Linked DNA regions of Mus musculus: all the other regions are linked to region 1. A link is a contact called in public promoter capture Hi-C data. All regions are on one chromosome and are shown on one strand. The core of a region is the stretch at or near the end of the contact, and the rest is flanking DNA. Distances in the headings are between cores, read along the strand shown.

Region 1 (2,961 bases), core at 378-2,877:
CCACTTTGACCTACGAAGCCCATGATAGTTTATATGCAGTTGTCTGTTGGAAGATTCTGGAGTCCTGGAGTCTGCTTTAGGTACCTTCCGCTGTAACTATAATATTTCTTGGAATAAAATACAGTGAAACCGTCATTTCTCCAGCAAGCCTTCAACTAAGTGGAAGATCTTTTCTAATTATGATATTCTTTTATTTCTCGTTTCTGTTGTGTTTTTCCTGTCATTAAAAAAAAAAAAAAGAAAATGTGTTGGGGGTTCGATTTTCCATAAGAGAAAAACTGGTCAGATAATCCCAACTGTTTTAAGTTAATTATTTCTACTTTCCTTTCAGAAAAGACCTTTAGGGTTCTGCCAAACTCCTTATTTATTCGCTAATTTGCTTTACAATAGGCTGGCCCATGCTGACCTATTTTTAAAAGAGTTGGTTATCTGCACTTTGAATAAACTGGCTGGAGTTGTTTTGGAAAGTTCTTTAGCCTTCGTTTTCTTCTGCCAGCGAACACAGCCCTGTTAAGTAGCTAAGTACAATGGCATCTTCATGTAAAATCGTCCCTTTCAAATCATAAGTATTTCAGATGATACTGGTTAGGAGCTGGAGACGATGGTAGCAGTAAGAACCTAGGAGGCTCTTCACCCCACCCACAGAGAACAACCTGAATGTTTAGCCAGATCATCCGTGTCGCCCAGACTGTCATTAAGCAGCTAGCTATAGATCTAGTTCATCTTTAGTTTTAATGTTATAAAAGTAAGGAAACGTCGTGCGTGTTTTGTTTGTTTGTTTATGTACAAATAGGAAATGAATCTAGAATGGAATTTAGGACAATCGGGGAATTTAAAAATCGAAGCCGGCTTCTTTGATTCCTCACCATCCGCCCCCACAAACCACCTTCCCTCTCATCCGTAACTTTCAGGAGGTCACACTCGCTCGCCAGTCTCATTGCCTGGAATCACAATAAATCGAGCACTTTCCCCAGACTTACTTAGCTAACATTAGGTTCTCTGCTGCAGATAACAGCAGGCGACCAATAACTAGCACAGAAATGAGGGACACAAAATGCTTTCAGATTTGCATGGGAAATCTGAAGCTCTGCTTTCCTAACTTTCCTCGCCATTTCTTCTCGGCTTCCCTTCCCCCGCACCACATACCCAGAGGCCACTCAAACTGCCAACCGTGCTGAGTTGAACTTACTGCAGCGTGATGCAGGCGAAGGCTAGGCGCATCTCTGAAGCGAGAGCGACAGCTTTTCCGGAGATGAACTGGGACCAGCCAGCTCTCAGGATCCTTTCCAATTCACACGCTCTCAGCTCAGTCAGAAGGCTCCCACACAGCCCGGCTTCCCCCAAGAGCAAAGCTTCAAGAACTCTGCTCAGAGCATCCTCCTCCCTGCTGCCACCCCCTTCCAGAACACACGGCCCGTTGGAACTAGTGACTGAAAGATGGAAGTCTTCTTCCAGGCGATGGCAGGGGCTGCCTGCAACCCACCACTCCCAGATCATTTGCAACTCAAAAACAGCGGAGGCTGAGAGCTGTAGGCTTCCGGAGCCTGAAAGTCAATTTTGGCTTCTTCTCTTCCCCACATCTCACTCCTCCCACTTCACCCTCCCCTGCCGAGGCCACCTCCAGTCCTCTGGTAGTCCGCACAGGCTAGGTATCGCTTAGGCTTCTTTCCTTATGCAAACCAATAAGCATTGGGAATGAAACTGAATTTGTCAGAGAGGAAATACCTGTTGTCCGTGCCTATTGCTCTTCTCTCATCTGTCATGGTCCAGGATTTGTGTGACAACGCGTTGATTCGGGAAGTGTGTGCAATTGTGTGTGTGTGTGTGTGTGTGTGTGTGTGTGTGTGTGTGTGTGTGTGTGTGGTGATGAGGCGGCGGCGGTCTGCTTGGCTGCAAGCTATAGCCCTGCTGCCTGGCTGCTGAGGCTGCTGTTGCTACTATAGCCCTTGGAACACAGGGGGAAATAAGACAGAGAGACAGGGCTTCCCAGCTGTTTAACTGCTGGCTGAGTTATGATCAGGCGGTTGGGGAGACAGTGCAGCCATCAGTAGCTGTTATTGAGACTTTGAGCTGTATTGTCTTCAGTTCCTATCACTTAGTGTACATTTGTCCCTCCACCAGAAATCTGATGCCGGACTACCCTCTCTTTATTACTAAATTATATTCTAACTGGCTACTCAGTCGCAGCCCACTCACCTCATCCATTTAATGCTCTCTCTTGCTTCATCCCTGCTTGGTTACTTAGAGCAGGTGACTGGATGGTGGATCTGATAAACTACAAAGGCAATGAACTGATGATGAAGAAGAAAACTGGTGTGTAGTTATAACTAATCAGGACACAGATAAAGATGGTTTTTGAGTCATGTGATAAAAGTAATGTATTGGATAATAAAAATATAACATCAATTTACATGATCCAATGTATGCAAAACCTGCTGGCAATTAAGGTGCAAGTTCACTTTCCTATAGTGAAGGTTACACTGATATGTGTGTTTTAATGGCTCTCAGTCTTTCTACAAAATATCATAGAGGTATGATTTCAACATATCAGCACCACGTTAGAACATCATCTGATCTAGCGATAGTTTATGTCCATGTTATAGTTCTGTAATAGAATGTAATGAGTAGCATAAGACACACTCACACACACACACACACACACACACACACACACACACACCAGTTCTCTTTCTCCCCCCTCACACACACACACACCTGTTCTCTCTTTTCCCTCCCTCCCTGCCTTTCTCTCTCTTTCTCTCTCTCACACACACACACACCTGTTCTCTCTCTCTCTCTCTCTCTCTCTCTCTCTCTCTCTCTCTCTCTCTCACACACACACACACACACACACACACACTGAACAGCTCTTCCACATTATTGTTAGTTTTCAGATTCTGAGCTAAAAATGACCTTAATTCTCTTCAATTTTATTTGTAATACATACAGTAACTATGCCTT
Region 2 (2,942 bases), core at 253-2,752, 2.2 Mb before region 1:
GGCTAATGAGAGCCCATACTTAGTTACAATCTTTAGTTCAGATTACATTCAATAACTTTATAGAATATGCCATTTGAGATTTTTCTTCCTAAATTAATGATGCTGTCTTAAAGCTAGGCACTGTGCTTATTATTCCTTAGATTTTTATATCAGCTATTAAAAACAATGGAAATAAGGTGAGCAGTGGTGAGGGTGGTGCATGCCTTTAATCCCAGCACTTGGGAGGCAGAGGCAGGCAAATTTCTGAGTTTGATTCCAGCCTGGTCCAGGGCTACATAGAGAAACCCTATCTTGAAAACCAAAACCAAAAATCAAACAAACAAAACCAAAAACCAAACCAAAACAAAACAAAAAACCCCAAACCCAAACAAACAAGCCCCGAAAACCAAAACAACAAAACAACAGAAAAACTAAACCACAAAGAAACAAAAACAACAGAAAGAAGCCCAATCCTTTCTACTATTCATAAAATAAATACTACTGGCTATGGTAATTTTAAGATCAGGAAATTTCTTAGGAAAGTTACAATCTATCTATCTATCTATCTATCTATCTATCTATCTATCTATCTATCTATGTATCTATTGAGTCACGGTTTACTACGTAGCCTTGGCTGGCCTGCAACTCTCTATGTAGACCAGGCTGGCCCTGAAGCATCCAGATCTGCCTGCCTCTGCCTCTCAAGTGCTTGGCCAGAATCTAGTTTAAAATACACTTTTAAATTGCACTATTATTATAGCCTTCCAGATAAAAATTTCTTGTAGGTTCTACCAAGCTTTAAAATGCCCTTTGTTTGTTTTTCTAAACATCTTTAAAAGATTGCTGGTCACGTTTTATAATTGGTTCATGACCAATTTGGTTCATTCTGTTTTTACAAAGACTGGAATATTCACAAAAACGACAGTTTGCCTCCTAAGGCCAAACATAGTGGTACACAATTACACTATGGAGCCCAATGTGCTTTACCACTAGTCATAAGTTACCAGCTGCAGCTTCATCACCCGTTCTTCTTGGGCTACTGGAAATATTTAGCGTTTCCAAAGTGCGTTTCTTCCTCCTTAATAGGGGCATTGGTTCCTGTTCCAACTTGTGGGGCGTAGACTCACTTAGGAGGTAGCGCTTGGCTTACAAAAGGTAGGCTACCATCCTAGCCAGCACATGCTAGGGAGGGCGGCAGCGCAGACTCCCCCAGGCTGCCTTGTGACGTGACGTAAGGGACCCACCCGGCCAGTGTCCTCCAACATCAAGGACCCTGAATCAACACCGCGGTCGCCCAGAGGCCGCCCTAGGGTGACAGGAAGAGGGGCGGTACCGGCGACGCCCTCCCGCACCCAGCCTGGGGCGGCAGAAAGACCGAGAACCCGCGGCCGAAGCCCCGCCCGTCTGCGCCGGCGGCGGGCGCCGAAAGGGTTGGAACGTGACCTTGTTTGGGCGTTGCTAGGAGACGCGGCCAGCACGCGCGCGCGCGACCCCCGCGGGCAGGCGCGGCGCGAGGGGCGGAGCCGCGGCCCGGAGCGAGGCTGGCGAGCACCGTTAGCCCGGCTGGCGCGCGGCGTCGGCCCGGCCGCCGTCAGGCCTCGCCGCTGCCCGGGGACAGACTCCCCGGCGGCTGACAGCCGCGGAGGCGGGACGACGGAGGACCGTCAGCCAGGTGAGTGGCGCGGGGTCATGTTGGAGAAGAGGCCTGCGGCGGGGCGGAGGCAGTATTGCCGGAGGCGTTCGGTGTGTAGAGGGGCTGGCGCGGCCCAGCGAGCCTGGGCGCACGGCGAGCTGAGGCGCGGTGGGCCGCTCCCGCCGCGTAGGGCCGCGTCACCGTGGCCCATGCTGCAGGTGCGCGAGGCGGCCGAGCGACCGGACCTGCAGCAGGGGCTCGGCGTCCTTTGCGATGCCTGCTCGTTTCCCACTCAGGGCAACAGGTGGTGCCGGAGGGCCGAGAGCGAGCCCTGGCGCTGCCGCCCTGGGAGTGGCAGGCACCCTTGCCAATTAGGGCGCCGGGGCGGGAGTGGCAGGGCGGCCCTGACGCGCTGACCAATGGGATCGCGGGGCCTGGGTGGGCCGTGAGGGTGGGCGTGGCCAGAGGCCGAGTCTGGGCTTCCCTGTGGGGCGTCCGCCAGAGCGGCGCGGAGGTCTCGGTTGAGAGGAGCTGTGGCGTGTTCCTCGCGGGGAGAGAGAGAGAGACACATCAGCCAATGTCCCTCCATTGGAATCCCGACTCCAGCCCGGGAGGTGAGAGCTTTGGTAGCGGGGACGGAGCCAGGAAAGTGAGCCTGGGTGCCGGGTGAGACGTGCCTGGTTAGATCTCCCAGATAGGGCTGCTTTTTTTGAGTTTTCTGCTAAGAAAAGGCACTTTAGTGGTGGATACGGTGACCGGCACCAGATAGTGGCGCCTGGGTTGTCTTCAGAATGAGCTTTTGAGGTTCGGGGATCGTAGAGAATAGAGAAAAGTACACGTTACTGCAGTTAGAGTGGATCGAAGAAAGCCTTTGGGTGACAGTTAGGCATCGTTTGTTTTGGATTGAATACATCTACTACCTCATCTGGTGTGTTTACTCACAGCAAGTTTTATTAAGTCCCTCATGTGCTTATTTTTGGCGAAAGTAGAGAAACCCCATTTTTAATGTGCTCACAGTAATAACTTACTCATTTCCTCCCCAGCAATCGCGTAGCCCGATCACCCAGGAAGAGAAATTGTAAGCAGATAAGAAGAACGCGTTCAGTTTGAGACACCATTTGCAGCTGGAAATGGGGAATGGACTGTCAGACCAGACTTCCATCCTGTCCAGCCTGCCGTCCTTTCAGTCCTTTCACATTGTTATTCTGGGTTTGGACTGTGCTGGAAAGACAACAGTTTTATACAGGCTGCAGTTCAACGAATTTGTAAATACCGTACCTACCAAAGGATTTAACACTGAGAAAATTAAGGTAACCTTGGGCAATTCCAA
Region 3 (2,913 bases), core at 269-2,768, 2.3 Mb before region 1:
AACAACTCAAAAACAAATCCCACAGCAATATCAATCCTCATGAGATATACGTATACAATACAGATGCAGGTTAGTGTTTAAATCTATCCATACTACATTACGAATATTTTTGTTGATTAACAATGTCTTTTGGAAAATTACAAACTGGCAACCTTTGGGGAAGGGAGTGGGGTAGTTGTGTGAAATGTAAAGGAATTTCTATTGTCATTTTGTTTTGTTTTGGCTTGGTTTTGGTCTTGAAAAAGAATGTCACAATGTAGCACTGGCCAGCCTAGAGCCCTCAAAGTACGTCCTTCCTCAGCGGGGATTACAGGCGAGCACACTGCACTGTTGAACAGATTTTATGCCACTAAATTTTTAAACACTTCAAGCATTGCTTATTTTAAAAAGGTCACTAAAGAGAGCATCTAAGTGTGCCTTTACTATTAATGGCTTGCTAGGGAGTTCTGCAATTTGGGGACCAAGTGGAACAACTCTCTAATGTTTCTAATGTGCAGTTTCTGATTTGCGTTTTCAATAACAGAACTCCTTACCACATCAGTTTCTGAATGCAATGAAGTGAATGCAAATCGTTCTTTAGTGAGCAAAACAAAGAAATATGAGTGAACCAATGAGAAGTGAGTGCCTTAAAATCAGATAATTAAAAATGCAGGTCAGGGGGCTGGTGAGATGGCTCAGTGGGTAAGAGCACCCGACTGCTCTTCCGAAGGTCTGGAGTTCAAATCCCAGCAACCACATGGTGGCTCACAACCATCCGTAACGAGATCTGGCGCCCTCTTCTGGAGTGTCTGAAGACAGCTACAGTGTACTTAGATATAATAAATAAATAAATCTTTAAAAAAAAAAAATGCAGGTCAGTTTAAAATCACAGTCATGGACAGCCCAGTACAGAGCGTCCCTGGAGGGCGGCTGATGTGTTTTTGCAGAGATTTTCTTGGCTAAGGCAGGCAGGTGGCACCTTACCACAGTTCCCAGGCGCCAGGGGACTTGCCGATCTCTGACGCTAGTAGCCAGAGAATTTGTCTGATTTTTATCTTTTCTAGAAAACCTGACGTACCTTTGTACATGGAGTTTCCAAACTTATCTAAAGAGAAACCTTGTGGCCACCAGGAGTGGGAGGCTGTTAGGGAAGCCAACTATGCTCGACTTTTAGAGGACCGCGCATGGGAAAGTGATACAGCCAGTTACTCCGACGTGCTGTGGTCCTCAAAGCCAGACGTGTTTTGCGAGTGGATGATTCTAGTTCTTAATGCTCTTTCTCCTCACCCTGGCATCAGAGGGTGAACACCAGCAGGGAAGGAACTGGGGTGACAGGGACCAGTGTGGACCCGCCCGAGTTGATCCGAGCAAAATCTATCTGTTGCAACGTAAAATAACAATTATAATATTTATTTACATTTTTTTTTTTTTTGGAGGGAGGCATTTACTAGAGTTTTGGTTAACTTGGTCCAAACTGGGATTCAGGTTCCCGCCCGGGTTCGGGCGTGGCTGTTGGCTTCCCTTCCAGCCCCGCCTCCGCTTCTGGCGAGCCGCTTTAAAGCCGGGAGAGCAGGTTCGCGGTCACCGGTCATCGGGCTCTTCCTTGGGCTCAGGGCACGGATCAAGTCCTCGGCTCGCTCGGCCAGCATCGCGGCACCATGGCGCAGGAGCTGCAGCACCCCGAGTTCGCGCGCGCAGGCCAGCAGGCTGGGCTGCAGGTGTGGAGGGTCGAGAAGCTGGAACTGGTACCGGTGCCCCAGGGTGCCTATGGTGACTTTTACGTCGGAGACGCCTACCTGGTGCTGCACACCACCAAGTCCAGCAGGGGCTTCTCCTACCGCCTGCATTTCTGGCTGGGTAAGCAGTGAGCAGCACAGGGCAGCGGTGGGCCCAAGGTCTGTACACCATCCTGTCACCTGGGCGGGCTAGGTGACACACAGCCAGCACCCTCTCCTAACCCCAGGTCAGCTCCTGGCGAGCTGTAAACTCCGGAGATGCGAGTCATCCAGGACTCATCAGTCTTGACCAAACCACTTCTTGGAGGGTCATACTCATTCCTCCGGGGTTTTCCACTTTAACTCAAACCCCAGTGCGTTCCTGGGCGACTGCCTGCCTGTGAGAAACCCGGGTGCTGGCCAAATACTGAGCACCCTCCGGCAAGTTCAGTCCTGGTTTTTCAGGCAGGGTGGGGATGAAATCAAACTTGTTTGTGGATATCTGCCTCAGCTTGGAGCGAAAACTCCCGCTCCCAGCAGCAAACTTTTATTTATTTGTATTTGTTGCCTTGGGGCTCCGGCTTAGATTTCCCTGCTATCGGTGACTACTTACGTACGTAGCTCCAAAACCAAGATTATCCTCGCACAACAGGGCTTGCCTGTTTGGGAAAAGATACGGCAATCATTTTTTTTTTCCAATTGCTCTATCTGGCTGGTGTATTTGTTTAGATAGGCTGCTTTGTTTCAAATTATTCATTTATTATTCATCTGTTTTAAGAAGGACACAGTGTGGACCAGAACCAGCTTCTTCAGCGGTCGTAATTATTTTGAGCTGCCTTGGTGCCAGGCTTTCAGGAGGACACTGGCCCTGTGTTCCACTTTCTCCACCTTCTACTTTTACCCGTAAACATCGTGAATGTTGAACCTTTCTCTGTGAGGTCTTGCGCCAGTCGGCACTCCCAGTCTGACAACGTGCGCTTTATCTGAGCCTCCTTTTCAAGCTAGCGTCTCTCCTATACCAGTGTTTCTTTCAGTATATTTATTCTTGAGCTCAGGAGGGAAAACACTCAAAACCACAGACTTTGAATGCTGCCATTGCATTTTAATATTTAACATCTGAAAAATTTAAGAAAGAAGTGAAAACATTTAGACGTGATTTCCCAAGCCTTAGCAGACACCGGGAGCAGGCGCCTGAGACAGAAGACACATAGGGAAAGGT

Evidence for each region. Promoter capture Hi-C pulls out the DNA fragments that hold promoters and counts their contacts.
Region 2: a promoter capture Hi-C map of hippocampal neurons shows a contact between it and region 1, with 4 times the contacts expected there. The contact joins the promoter of Arl4a here to the promoter of Dgkb in region 1. A contact is called at or near these places in 2 of 39 promoter capture datasets (hippocampal neurons and liver) and 1 of 115 datasets of contacts at active chromatin or transcription factors (astrocytes).
Region 3: a promoter capture Hi-C map of hippocampal neurons shows a contact between it and region 1, with 4 times the contacts expected there. The contact joins the promoter of Scin here to the promoter of Dgkb in region 1. A contact is called at or near these places in 3 of 39 promoter capture datasets (hippocampal neurons and liver).

What each region holds. Positions count from the first base shown.
Region 1 is chr12:37,879,183-37,882,143 of GRCm38.p6, reverse strand. Dgkb (diacylglycerol kinase, beta) reads right to left here and starts at 1,627. Exons shown (of 26, transcript NM_001361686.1): 1 at 1,190-1,627.
Region 2 is chr12:40,036,547-40,039,488 of GRCm38.p6, reverse strand. Arl4a (ADP-ribosylation factor-like 4A) reads left to right here and starts at 1,502. Exons shown (of 2, transcript NM_001039515.1): 1 at 1,502-1,651; 2 at 2,656-2,942. The coding sequence starts at 2,743. It overlaps Arl4aos (ADP-ribosylation factor-like 4A, opposite strand), which reads right to left and starts at 1,412. Exons shown (of 3, transcript NR_166749.1): 1 at 984-1,412.
Region 3 is chr12:40,132,833-40,135,745 of GRCm38.p6, reverse strand. Scin (scinderin) reads left to right here and starts at 1,518. Exons shown (of 16, transcript NM_001146196.1): 1 at 1,518-1,836. The coding sequence starts at 1,638.